2 separate regions of the Rattus norvegicus genome follow, and region 1 is linked to region 2. The links are chromatin contacts, called in public Hi-C maps. All regions are on one chromosome and are shown on one strand. Each heading gives the region's core, a stretch centred on a gene start, on an enhancer-like site or on the middle of the called end of the contact. The rest is flanking DNA. Distances are from core to core; before and after follow the strand shown. Region 1 has its middle 29 kb from the start of Cd83. Region 2 has its middle 140 kb from the start of RGD1596092.

Evidence for each region. Hi-C and Micro-C count contacts between places; a contact is called where the count stands out from the background.
Region 1: a contact with region 2 is called in a Hi-C map of liver, with 2.5 times the contacts expected there. The contact joins two enhancer-like sites. A contact is called at or near these places in 3 of 12 Hi-C or Micro-C datasets (kidney, liver and mammary epithelial cells).

What each region holds. Positions count from the first base shown.
Region 1 is chr17:21,080,554-21,086,621 of GRCr8, reverse strand. No RefSeq gene overlaps it. Among named protein-coding and RNA genes, the nearest start is that of Cd83, 29 kb to the left of the region's middle. Within about 2 kb of position 1,496, at least 5 of the 93 cell types and tissues checked have an H3K27ac peak or open chromatin away from gene starts, as enhancers often do. A contact at or near this core is called in liver, where this site is marked.
Region 2 is chr17:20,908,464-20,914,406 of GRCr8, reverse strand. No RefSeq gene overlaps it. Among named protein-coding and RNA genes, the nearest start is that of RGD1596092, 140 kb to the right of the region's middle. Within about 2 kb of position 1,501, at least 17 of the 93 cell types and tissues checked have an H3K27ac peak or open chromatin away from gene starts, as enhancers often do. A contact at or near this core is called in liver, where this site is marked.

The DNA of each region.
Region 1 (6,068 bases), core at 247-2,746, 170 kb before region 2:
AACCTCGCTTGAATTTTAAGTAAAAGGCTGGTATAAGGAACACGCTAAATCGCCAGCTTCATTTTCTTGTGCATGTGGTTTCCTTCTCTCAGAGGCTCGCAAGATGCTTGACGTAGGACAAGCACTCTGGGGTGCATGCAGAGAGTGGTACGTGGAGGCCGTCCAATGGAAGAGGTTTCAGAATGGGCCTGCTATCACACTACAGACTATGGAGAAACTATTTTCTTCTCTGTATGGTTTCAGCAAGTTCCACTCCTGGCAGCTTCCTTCTGGTCCTTTCTAGGTCCCTGGAGCTGCTAGGATTCAGGGTTCTAGCTTCTAGTAGCTGACCAGCAGTGGGTAATGGTGATAGTGCCTTCTCTGCTTTTCCTTTCTATAGAGGGTCACCTCATAGAGAAACAGAGGAGTCCGATGTGAGGAGCAGCAAGCTGCAGCCCAGGTTGCTGGTGGAGCGGACTCTCTGCAGGCCGCGAGCCCATACGTACACAGAAAGGAAGCAGATATCATTCCATGCATAAGCCCAGGCAGCTCTTCTTTCTAATGGTCTCAGGTCTTTGTTGTTGCTGCTGCTGCTGCTCCTGCTTTGTTGTTTGTGTTTTTGGTTTGTCTGCATTTGAATGGAGGGTCTCATACACACCAGGTAAAGTGCTCTGCCTCTAAGATAGTTTCGGAACCTGTACAGATACCAACAAGTCTCTACTGTGACTTTATTTTTCCAGGCTTTCCGTGGCCAGAGCATTTGACGAACCACCTTGGTTAATCACCTTTAATACTACATTTTTCCCTCACCCCCAAATAAAGGTGGGATCCCACACAGCGACTCAGTGCTTAATGGGTTCTTTCCTGCCCCTGGCTGCTCCTGCATGTCTGTGTTTTGGCTAGGCTAGGTGTCTGAAGACCTGCCTCTGACTTCCCAGTCTCTGACTGGACGACCAACGGCTGACAGCCACTGTACTGGCTGCTTCTGAGTCTGATCTGGCCAACAGAAGCTCCCCAGTAATAAGTTAACGCCTGGAGAATTCTGGGAACTGAACTGCTTTCTGCCACCCCAATGGTGCTTTCAGAAATACCTTGTTTTTCCTCACCAATGAGCTAAAATCTATGGCGGTACCCAGCCAGGTTCCTGCTTCTCCAAGAAGCCACCATGCTCATGTGGGGTCCCCAGGCGGAAGGAGATGTCTCTCTCTTCTTCTAGAGTCCTCAAGAGTATTCTTTTTTCCAGGAATTCAATACGAGGGTCTCACACATGCCATGTAAGCACTCCACCACTGATCTATAGCACCAGCCCTCTTTATATTTTTTAATTTTGAGATGGGATCTCATTAAATTGCTCAGGCTGGCTTTGAACTAATTTTGTAGCCCAGACTGGCTTTCCTAAGCCTCTTGTCTTATTCTGAGTAATGGTACTTAACCGAAATGCCACCAGACTCATAAGAGCCCAACTCTTGATTCAGCCTCTCAACCATGACCAGGCAAAGTCACACAAAGAGCCAGGAAGTGCTGAAGTGGGAGGAGTTAAGCAAGCACTTTCTCTTGGACCAGCCTAAGGCGCATAGGAAATCCCCCCCTCATTCTACAAACATCCTGTATGTCACACACCACACACACATGCACAGAGCTTGGCAGCGAAGCTTACCGTTAATGCTCATTAAGACCATAACAGTTCAGACAAGGTGCTGCTGGCAGAATGCATGCCCAAGCAGGACACTGCCAGCAGATGCCAATGCCTGCCTGTGGTCTGCACAGCCAGGAGAATGTTGTAGAGAAGCAGTTTATATAAATGTCTCCCCTTTTGCTCTCAGGTTTCCCCTTTCACCTACGGTTTACTGTGGCTTTGGTATTCCCATTGCAATGTTCCTCTCCTCCATTGCTCTATGAAGAATGTCTCTCTGATTATTATTTAGGATGGCAAAATGCAGCCTCGGGTCTTCTATCCCCTGCACTTCTTTCCTAGTGCCAGCAAATGAGTCCTGGGCTTAGCTGAAACAAACAAACAATCAAACAAACAAACAACAACAAAACCCTCAAACCCAACCAAGTGTCCAACAACAACAAACAAAATTCTACCTTATTTTTTCACTCAGGTACCCAGAACCCCTGATGATCTCAGCTCAGAGCCCATGAGTACATTCCCTCAGGCTCCTGCCACCTTTCCAGAGAAGGCACTGGACCAGCCTTGCTGAGTTTCCTTCAGCGTCGACACTCACTTCCTTGGTATGGTTTAGAGTCTCAAGTGACTGACTAGGATATCGTAGTGAGGGCGGCTTGGGCGGCTTAGATGCAGGTCCAGGAGGATGGAGGAGAGAGAGAAGCTCACTGGCCAGCTTCAGTTCTGCCGACTTGGAGACAATGCTATACTCCGGCTGCCGAAGTCCGGAACCTAAATGTAGAGCCAGGATCCCTACTCTGGTCTGCAGCTCCGTGTGGTTTCTGAATCCTGGTACTTCCCTTCAGACCCTGTTCTGTGAGTGTTCTAGGGAGGAAGAAGCTCGTCTATCTTCTATAGAACAGGCCTGGCTGTCTTACATGCCTTGTTTTTTTGTTCCCATACATGTGGTTTCCAATCAAATACAATATCCAAGACAACAGAAACGGCCTGCGTCCACCTATGACCAGAGGGAAGGCAGGGCCGCAGTACCTACTGGCCGGATCCCCAGGCTCAGTGTGCGCCTGCTGTAGACCACGATGGCCTGAACCCGATGTCCTTGGCAAGGAAGGACAGAGGCAAAATGGCCGCCAGGCCCAGGAGCTTCCCCATGAGAGGGCCTGAATTATGTCTCTTTGGTAAATCTGATCCATGTAGCAAGCCCTTGGGGACCACTAACCTGTTCTGACAAATGACCTTGAGAGAATTAGAGTAGTAATATTTTCAGCTGGTTGGAGTCGGTCTTGGCCGAATTCTCCAGAGCTTTTGGTGTTAACATGAGCCGGTGGCTCCGCAGTGCCCGTGTGCGTGTTTGCCTCGGTCCCTGGACTGTTTAGCGTGATTGTCCTCCGGCTGGTACAACCACGTCTCTCTCTCTTCCCTGGTGGGAGCTTGTCTCTGCGCCTTCCCCCTCCCTTCTCTGGAAGTGCAGTGAAGCAATGCGGACAAGGATCTTGTTCCAAGCCCATTGAGCAAGTGCTCACATTTAGTGACCTTCTGCACCAGTAATTCTGTCCTCTGGGGATCGAAATTGATTTTTCTCCTTTCTGTATTTGAGCACAACCGGAGCGCACAGCCCTGTTACAAATGCCCATCTCAGGTGTGTATTTAAAGGTGAACAGTGTGACTCTTAAGAAAGATGAGAAAAGTTGTTTTAAGGATGCCCTTGATAACCTTGGCAAATGGACAAGAAATGGGCTTCAGTCTTCTCAGTGGCTTTTAATTTCCCCTTGCGATTTTTGGGTAAGGGTGTAAGTGTGAGTGTATGTGTATATATAGCGTGTGTGTATTGGAATAATTTCTAGTGAATATATGCAGATCTGTCCAAGTTCTTCCCCGGGAGCCTTGGGCAACCTAAGATTTAAAAGGGTATCCCAAAAAGTCATGACTTGAGGGGAAAATATTTTAATGTTATATATTTTAATTAAATTTACTTATTTGCATTTTTATATGTGTGTGGGCTCGTGGCAAGTTGTGTACTAGAAGACAACTGTGGGAGTCAGTTCTCCTCTTCCACCATGCTGGGCCTGGGATTGAACTCTGTTCATCAAGCTTGGTAACAAAGGGCATTACACCATCTCACAGGCTACACTGTCATATTTTTTAAAACATAAAAATCAGATTCCAAAGATTCATGAGGAATACTAAGATTATAAATTAATAAGCAATCACCATCATCATCATCTTTATGATTATTATGTTTTGTTTGTTGTTTGTTTTTGCTTCGGGATCCAGTGTGAAACATGACGCTCACTTCATTGTATGATATATTATGATCAGTTCATGGTAGGTTTTTAACATGTGTTTTTTGTCTGGGGTGTTGCAGGACAGTAGTATTGGTCATGATAGTTGAGTTTATGGGCTTCCTACATTTTGCCTCCCAGGCAAGATGCTCTCCTCTGCATCCCAGCCACTTCTGGGCATCTCGTGAGCTGGCCATAGGGCATTGGTTGGATGGACTGAAGACATTAACTGATATTTATTTCCAGACACTAGACAGAAGTGGGCTTGTTTAACAGTTCTTCTGGTTCATAATCTCTAAAGTCCCGAATGGTATTCATATTTGCTCATTATTTCATTATAATAGAGTCCATTTTGAGTTCTTTTGGAACCCTTTGCCCACTCAGGTGGCTGCAGCAAAGTATTTTTGACCGCCTGGGCACTTTATGAAGAAAGGAGGCTTTGTTGGCTCAGAGTCCTGGGGTCGAAGAACACAGACACAGATCTCCATCCTTGAGCGGTATCGAGAGCTATGATAATGGTGGAGCACTGCTGTTCACCTCATGGTGACGGGAAGCAGAGAGGAAGCAGGGAAGAGACTGGAGTCCCAGTACTTCCCTCAGGCACCCACTGGCAAAGACCTGGCTTCCTTCTCCCAGGTGCCCCTCTCAATGTCCCACGGCTTCCTAGTGCTGCACTCTTCTAATATTTGGACCACTGGGTGACATTTGAGCTCTGAACCCTAATGCTAAGCTGTTCCTGGGAGATGCATTACTCCTTCCTGAGAAATCTACTTCAATGCCTGACCCCATGGTCTTCTCCCTTGAAGGTTTCTACTGTCCCTCAGGACTGTTGCATTAGACATTAAGCCAACAGCCTTAAGGAGGCTTACCTGTAGGAGGCAAATTTTACTCAAGCTGTAGGAAACGGAATGTAGGATGAACGAAAGGAAATCAGTTTTGGGGGGTTTAGCGCCATTCTATCAAGGCTACAGATGGTCCAAGAACTGCCCCCGTCTTGAGAGGATCTACTGAGGGCCATGGTGAAGGCACTGGTTTGTTGTTGCTCGGTCTTCTGTGTTGATGGGGTTGGTAGAAGACCCTCCCTTCCCTCTCCCACGTGTCTAGGATTGTCGCATAGGTGAGCTCAGCTCCCCCAAGTACCACCCCCATCCACACATCACGGTCACCCATGTGGTCCCCACTGACAGGAGTGAAGGTGTCATTTAAATTCCAGCTGTCCATTGAGGATATGGTCGATGGCTCCCGATTCTTTTTTTTTTTTTTTTTTTTTTTTTGGTTCTTTTTTCAGAGCTGGGGACCGAACGCAGGGCCTTGTGCTTCCTAGGTAAGCGCTCTACCACTGAGCTAAATCCCCAGCCCCATGGCTCCCAAAGCTAGCCGTTTCATACTTGTGAAGTGGAGCTCTTAGCCTCACTGCGCACCAGAATATTTCCTGGAAAACCCATCTAATTCAAAGGGAAATGACATGTCCTCATGAGAGATGGGCTAGGACTCGAAAATATCATAGTCAGCGCCTTACTCTACTTGTAGTGTGCCTTTGTAATCAGTCCTTTGGGGCTTTCTGGGTCTATTAAATGCCACGTCACAGGGTGACCTTGGAAGCCTGGGGTCTAACGTGGGAGAAGTGAGCCAGAGGCTTCTTGGTGGCACATTCTGGCTTAAACTTGCCTTGCACGTCCTTTCCCGTCTTGCCCCTGTTCCTCCTCCTCCTGTGTGCCATCCCTCAGGAAATGATCTCATACTTGTACATCCAACCAAATCTACCTCCTTAATCACGGAGGCCCTTTTCTGCCACCAAAGTGACTGTCTTCAAATGCTGCCAGGATTCTGCCAATGCACATTTCTCGAGTCATGGTAACTCTTAGCATGGAAGGCAGGCGCACACTGAGCCTTTTTTCTGCCTCTGCCCACCTGTCTGTGCTCACAGCTCTCTTTACTTGGTGCCATCACAAGCTCTGGGCTCTGGCACTCATTTCCTTTCTACTATGGCCCAATTTTCTGCCTAAAGATAACTGCCCAGTTTCCAGCCTTCCTAGAACTGGGTGGAGGGCGAAGTCTTAAGGTCTAGCATGAAGACTCTTATTGGGCTGGGTGCCATGGTCCAGTCTCTGACATATCTAGCTACTCCTAGTCACTGTTCATTTTGGTAAGACCCCTGCATCTCTTGGTGACTGGGTTCG
Region 2 (5,943 bases), core at 252-2,751:
TATTGATAATATGCCTATCCACTAGAAGTTCAAAGCTTCTTTCTGTGTTTTTAATGTACCCAGGGCCTTTCAACCTGCCTGGGAGACACAGTGGGCAGGTATTATGATTCTCATCCCATTATCACAAGAACCGGCCAGCACATAGAGATGAAATAAATGCTTACAGAAACTCACATAGAGAATTAGCCCCTGAGCCAGGTTAGAACTCCAGCCTCCTGCTGTCCCTTCCCAGAAAGGTAGGGCTACTCAAAAGTGAAACGGAATAACAAGAAAATTCCAGGATGAAGAACCCAGTCGCTACTTGCAAGGCTGTTTTGGATGAGTCGTCTTGTGTCAGAAAGACTTATACTCTGTTTATCACCCTGCCAACCCCGTCATGGAGGTGCCTGCCCTAACCACACAGGTAGGGGCTACATGGCTTTGGGTGTGTGCTCATTCATAGCAACAACTGTCTCACCAGGAGTCTGTTGTTTCTGGAGAGCTTTACTAAAGCATTTTCTTTAACTTGTCTTTCAAAACATTTATTGCAACCACAGGATGAAAGTCTTGTTTTCCCTTCTGGAGAGAGAGAGAGAGAGAGCTCTGAGAACCCAGTAAAGAGAAAAGCTGCCAGCTGAACCCAGGACCATCAACAAACTCCAAATATAGTATCTTATCCAGTCTTTCCTCACCACTCCTGCTCTTTCTGACCAGCCTTTGTCCCTAGTTGGAATAAACTGTCCCTTTTTCACAGCCTTGGGAATGCATACTCAGAAATGCTACTACCTGGAGCATACTACCTGCTTAGTTCTCAGTATTTTAAATGAAATAGACCAGCCTAGCTAATATCAGAATACAGCACAGACAATAAAGCTAGTTATTGTTCAGGGAAGAAATGTGGTATGCGTGTGTGTGTTCGCCTGCCTGCCTGCCTGCCTGCCTGCCTGCCTGCCTGCCTGCCTGCCTGCCTGCCTGCCTACGGAAATACTTCAGGCTGATCATGTAAACTCTAGTTTGGGTCACAATAGAAAGGTCTGAAATGTACTGACATGAGCTTCGAGACTGGCTTTTCATTCAGCACCTTCCAGTTTACCCTTCTCCTGACTCCCACTTATTTTCAAAAGATGTTCTGCATCTTGAAATAACACCTAGGTGATATCAGTTGTGTTTAAGCTAAAGATTGACAGCAGAACCCGGAAATCTTTCATTCAACTCCACAGGCCTCCTGGGATTTAGTTTACTTTTTGAACCACACTGAGCCTTGGGTTGTTCCTCTTCGCAGTGTCTCTGAGCTCCAGAGTTGATGGGGTCAACCTTAGCTCCCGAGTGGACCCTGTGAGGACAGCAGGGAAAGAGAAAGGCTAAGTCACCAATTACACAAATATTCTACTTGCTGCAGACATGTAACTTGCAGGGGTGGATGCTTTCAAAGGGAGGTGTCAGAAGGATTGGCTCTGATGAGCAGATGTGTGTTTGAGCCAAGCTGGCGAAGAGCTTGAAGCACACCATCAGTGTCCATCAAAGGTTTCTGTGTAAAGCTTGGCGCCTGCTTCTACTGCGGCCAAGGTCAGTGGTACGTGGGGACTATAGGGACTGTTAAAATGAGGGAAAGAAAAAGTTTCAGTGTGGAGAGAAAGGCTGAGTCCTGACATGAGTGGCTGTAAACACACTGCTGTCAGAGACACCACCCCCCACTCCATAGTGCTCCTACAATAAGCAAATGACCAAGACTTTACCAAAGACAGAAAAAGGCAAGGGCAGGCCACAGATACATGGGTGGTTTCACACACACACACACACACACACACACACACACACACACACACACACACCACTTTCCACATCAATCAGCTTGGTCTGTTGCAACAAAATACCATGGACTGGGTGGTTTCAAAAGCAAATATTTATTTTTCAAAGTCTGGAAGCTGGAAAGTTCAAGAGCCGGGAGCTGGCCTGCTGTGGTTCTGGTAGATCCTCTCACCAGTTGCCTCCTTGCCCTGTTCTCCTTTGTTAGGAAGATGACGGATATCATGGCTTATTGGGATTGTGCGGTTGGTTGGTTGGTTGGTTGGTTGGTTGGTTGGTTGGTTGGTTGGTTGATTGGTTGGTTGGGTTTTTACAGTCCTGGGAATAGAACCCAGGCCTTCACACATGTTTACAAATGTTCTACCACTAACATTCCCAGCCTCATACATCTTTCCTTAAAAGGACATAAAAATCCTATTCCATTAGCACCCGACCCTTGTCAACTCTTTTGATCTCGATACTCCCCTAAATGTCCTACTCAAAATACACCTAAGTTGAAATGTAAGGACTTCAACCTAGCAATCGGAGAGAGCATATTAAGACTGTAGCATAGACACTCAAGTCACAGTGATTCCATGGCCCTTCATTTACACCAGCCAAAGACTCTAGGACCTGGCCTGGTGCACATTGGTATTTGTCGTGGGGAAGAAAGTAGTCATGAAAGTTAAAATCATCTCTGTCCACAGAGCGGGGAAGAGTGTAATGTGTGAACTGCCTGGGCCTGTATTGCTTTCCCCTCCAGAGCTTTTATTTTCCCCAGGACTAAGAAGGAAAAAAACCAAGCAGCAACTTCACACGACATCCATAACATCTTAGAAGGGAAGGATCCCAGGGGCCTTTCAGTTTCCAACCCCTACATTTCGTGAGTGCTTGAATTTTTAACCCATAGCATATACGTCTTTGTGATTTTTAAAAAGTCACACTTTATAAAAACAGCATAGAAAACACTCTCTAAAAACACACATAGTAACAGCATAAGAAAATTTACTGAGTAAACACACAGAGGTGACGAAAGCTCTTGGCTCACACCCTCTAAAGCGCTATCAGACGGTGGTATTTAGAAAGACATGCCGCTAAGGGGTTCCTGTTTTGTTCTAGCCCATAATTTCGTGGAAGATTAAAAAGACAGATTTTCTATAATGAATCCCAAATAATATATTTTAAGCTTGGGATAAAAATCACATGGATTTCCTACTCAAGTTGGACATGATCCAGAAACGTCTAGAACCTTCCAGTGTTCTAGAAAACTTCTGAAAAGTCCCAGGGTGACTTGTTGTCTGGTTATGCCAGGGTTTCCCCATCTGACTCCCCTCAGAGCCTCACCAGGCAGCTGAAATCTGTGGCCACTCTCAACCGCATCCTAGAGAACAAATAAAGAGCCCTTTCAGTTGAGAAAGCCATTCACAGACGCCAGGGTGGAAACCACAGCCCTGGAACGATGAAAAGGCTTTATGAGAGCCCTGGTGTGGGGAGTGGGAGGCTGCTAGGCCAACGCTTTATTAAACCGTAGCTCTTCCCCACTGCCACCTCATTATTGCCAGCGCTATTGTTAGTCTGAATGAAGAGCCCACCGGGCTGAGGGGAGAGTTTTAAAAAGGAGAGATGAGTCCAAGACAGGGGAGGAATGCCTCCCCCCACCAATACACAGAGGAGCGTATAACCTGTCATAGAAAGCACGGGCATTATAAAGAATCACAGGCACCGAGTGCTGGGAAACGGGGGGCACTGGAACATTCCCAGCTGCATGTATGTCTGCAAACTGGGCTCCCTTATGGGTTATGAGGAACAATAGGGCACTGACCCCAGGGGCACCTGAGAGGCACCATTCCTGTAGATGCTCCTCTGTCCATGGCTGTTGGCTCTTTCTAGCAAAGACGCCACGAGCAGCCCAAGGCAGCAGCCTGGATCCAAAAATGGTCTGTGAACCCTCCTCCAGCCAGAAAGGCAGAGACCTGTTCAAGTTCAGCCTCCTAGGATGGGTAAAGGACCTCGAAGGGCATTTTAAAAAAATGTGAAATGAGTGTCTGCCAACCTACCTCCCTGCCTTCATCCCTCCCCAAACCCACAGTGTGTGTGTGTGTGTGTGTGTGTGTGTGTGTGTGTGTGGTATATGTGTGTATGTGTGTGTATGTGTGTATGTGTGTGTGTGGTGTGTGTGTGTGGTGTATGTGTGTATGTGTGTATGTGTGTATGTGTGTGTGTGTGGTGTGTGTATGTGTATGTGTGTGTGTGTGGTGTGTGTATGTGTGTGTGTATGTGTATGTGTGTGTATGTGTGGTATATGTGTGTGTATGTGTGTGTATGTGTGTGTGTGGTGTGTGTGGTGTGTGTGTGTGTGGTATATGTGTGTATGTGTGTGTATGTGTGTATGTGTGTGTGTGGTGTGTGTGTGGTGTATGTGTGTATGTGTGTGTGGTGTGTGTGTGTGGTGTGTGTGTATGTGTGTATGTGTGTGTGGTGTGTGTATGTGTATGTGTGTGTGTGGTGTATGTGTGTATGTGTGTGTGTGTATGTGTATGTGTGTGTGTGGTATATGTGTGTATGTGTGTGTGTATGTGTGTATGTGTGTGTGTGGTGTGTGTGTGTGGTGTATGTGTGTATGTGTGTATGTGTGTGTGTGTGTGGTGTGTGTGGTGTGTGTGTGGGGGGGTATATGTGTGTATGTGTGTGTGTATGTGTGTATGTGTGTGTGTATGTGTGTATGTGTGTGTGTGGTGTGTGAATGTGTATGTGTGTGTGTGTGTGGTGTATGTGTGTATGTGTGTGTGTGTGGTATATGTGTGTGTGTGGTATATGTGTGTATGTGTGTGTATGTGTATATGTGTGTGTGTGGTGTGTGTGTGTGTGGTGTATGTGTGTATGTGTGTGTGGTGTGTGTGTGTGTGTGTGGTGTGTGTGTGTGTGTATGTGTGTGTGTGTGTGGTGTGTGTATGTGTATGTGTGTATGTGTGTATGTGTGTGTGTGTGTGTGTGTGTGCTTCTGTTTGCAGTTGGACAACCCAAGTCCTGATTGGAGGCTCCTGAAGCTGCCCAAAGCTTTGTCTGCAAGCAGCAAGGCCTGTGACAGCACAGAGGGCTTTGGGTGACCTGGCCGAGATGAGAAGATAATGATTCTTGGGCTGTGGTATGGACTGTTCTCCTACACATCATGCCTGTGTGAGAGCCAGGCAAGAGTAAAGCATGAGTTCCACGGAGCTAGTATTCCCTGTGGCTGCTGTAGGAAAGGAGTCAGTCCAACACATGGGTCTTGAGGAACAAGATATATTCCCTTACAGTTCTGGAGGCTAGAAATCCAGGCGGAAGGTGTGGTGGGGAGGGGGAGGGTGTATTGACAATCTCTGATGACGGGAAGGATCCTTGTTGTCTCCTTCAGCCTTCGAGGGCTCTCTGGGTTTTCCTTGGGCTGTGCCAGCATTTCTCCAACCTTTGTCTCCATCTTCCCGATCCTACCTCATCTTTGCCTCTCCCGTCATGGGTCTCAGCGCACTCCCCGTCTTTATCACATAACACAGAACCAGTGATCATGGCCGCCTCCTTAAGATTCTGCAATTTCTTTGCACCTGCAACAGTTCTTTCTCTAAATAAGACCATGTTCTCAGGTTTCAGGGCTGGTGTCCTCTCTGGGGCTGCAATCCAGGAGTGACCCACTTTGCTAAAAAGGGAAACCAAGTTCAAGAAAGTGGAAGAGGCTGGTGTTCTAGGGAAATAACTCAGTTTGTAGAGGGCTTGGCCTACATTGCACAGTGTGACAGAGACAAAGCTTTCCGTCCTTGGCTGATTGACTCTATTGCCTTTGGGCCTAAGCATGCCTTAAACCTGTGGTAGAGCCAAGCTCCCCACCTATGATAAGAAGGTCAAAGTTCAAGGTCATCCTCTGGGTGCTGGCGGACTGGAGAGAGATTCATGCTTCTGGGAGTAGACTGAGTTATACGTAGGCTGTAGTGACAATTAAATGAGCACACTTCTCACCCAGCACAGTGCCTGTCATAAGCTAGACTTTATCTAGCGACGAGCTGGACAGGTAATGAACATTAGTCACTTGAATTCTGTGTTCTTTTTGGTAGAGTGCAAGGATCGAAATCAGTCCAAACGAAGAGAGAAACCGGTGTCACAGACTGGCTTCTGTTCCCTCAAACATTTTAGTTTGAAATCTTAACC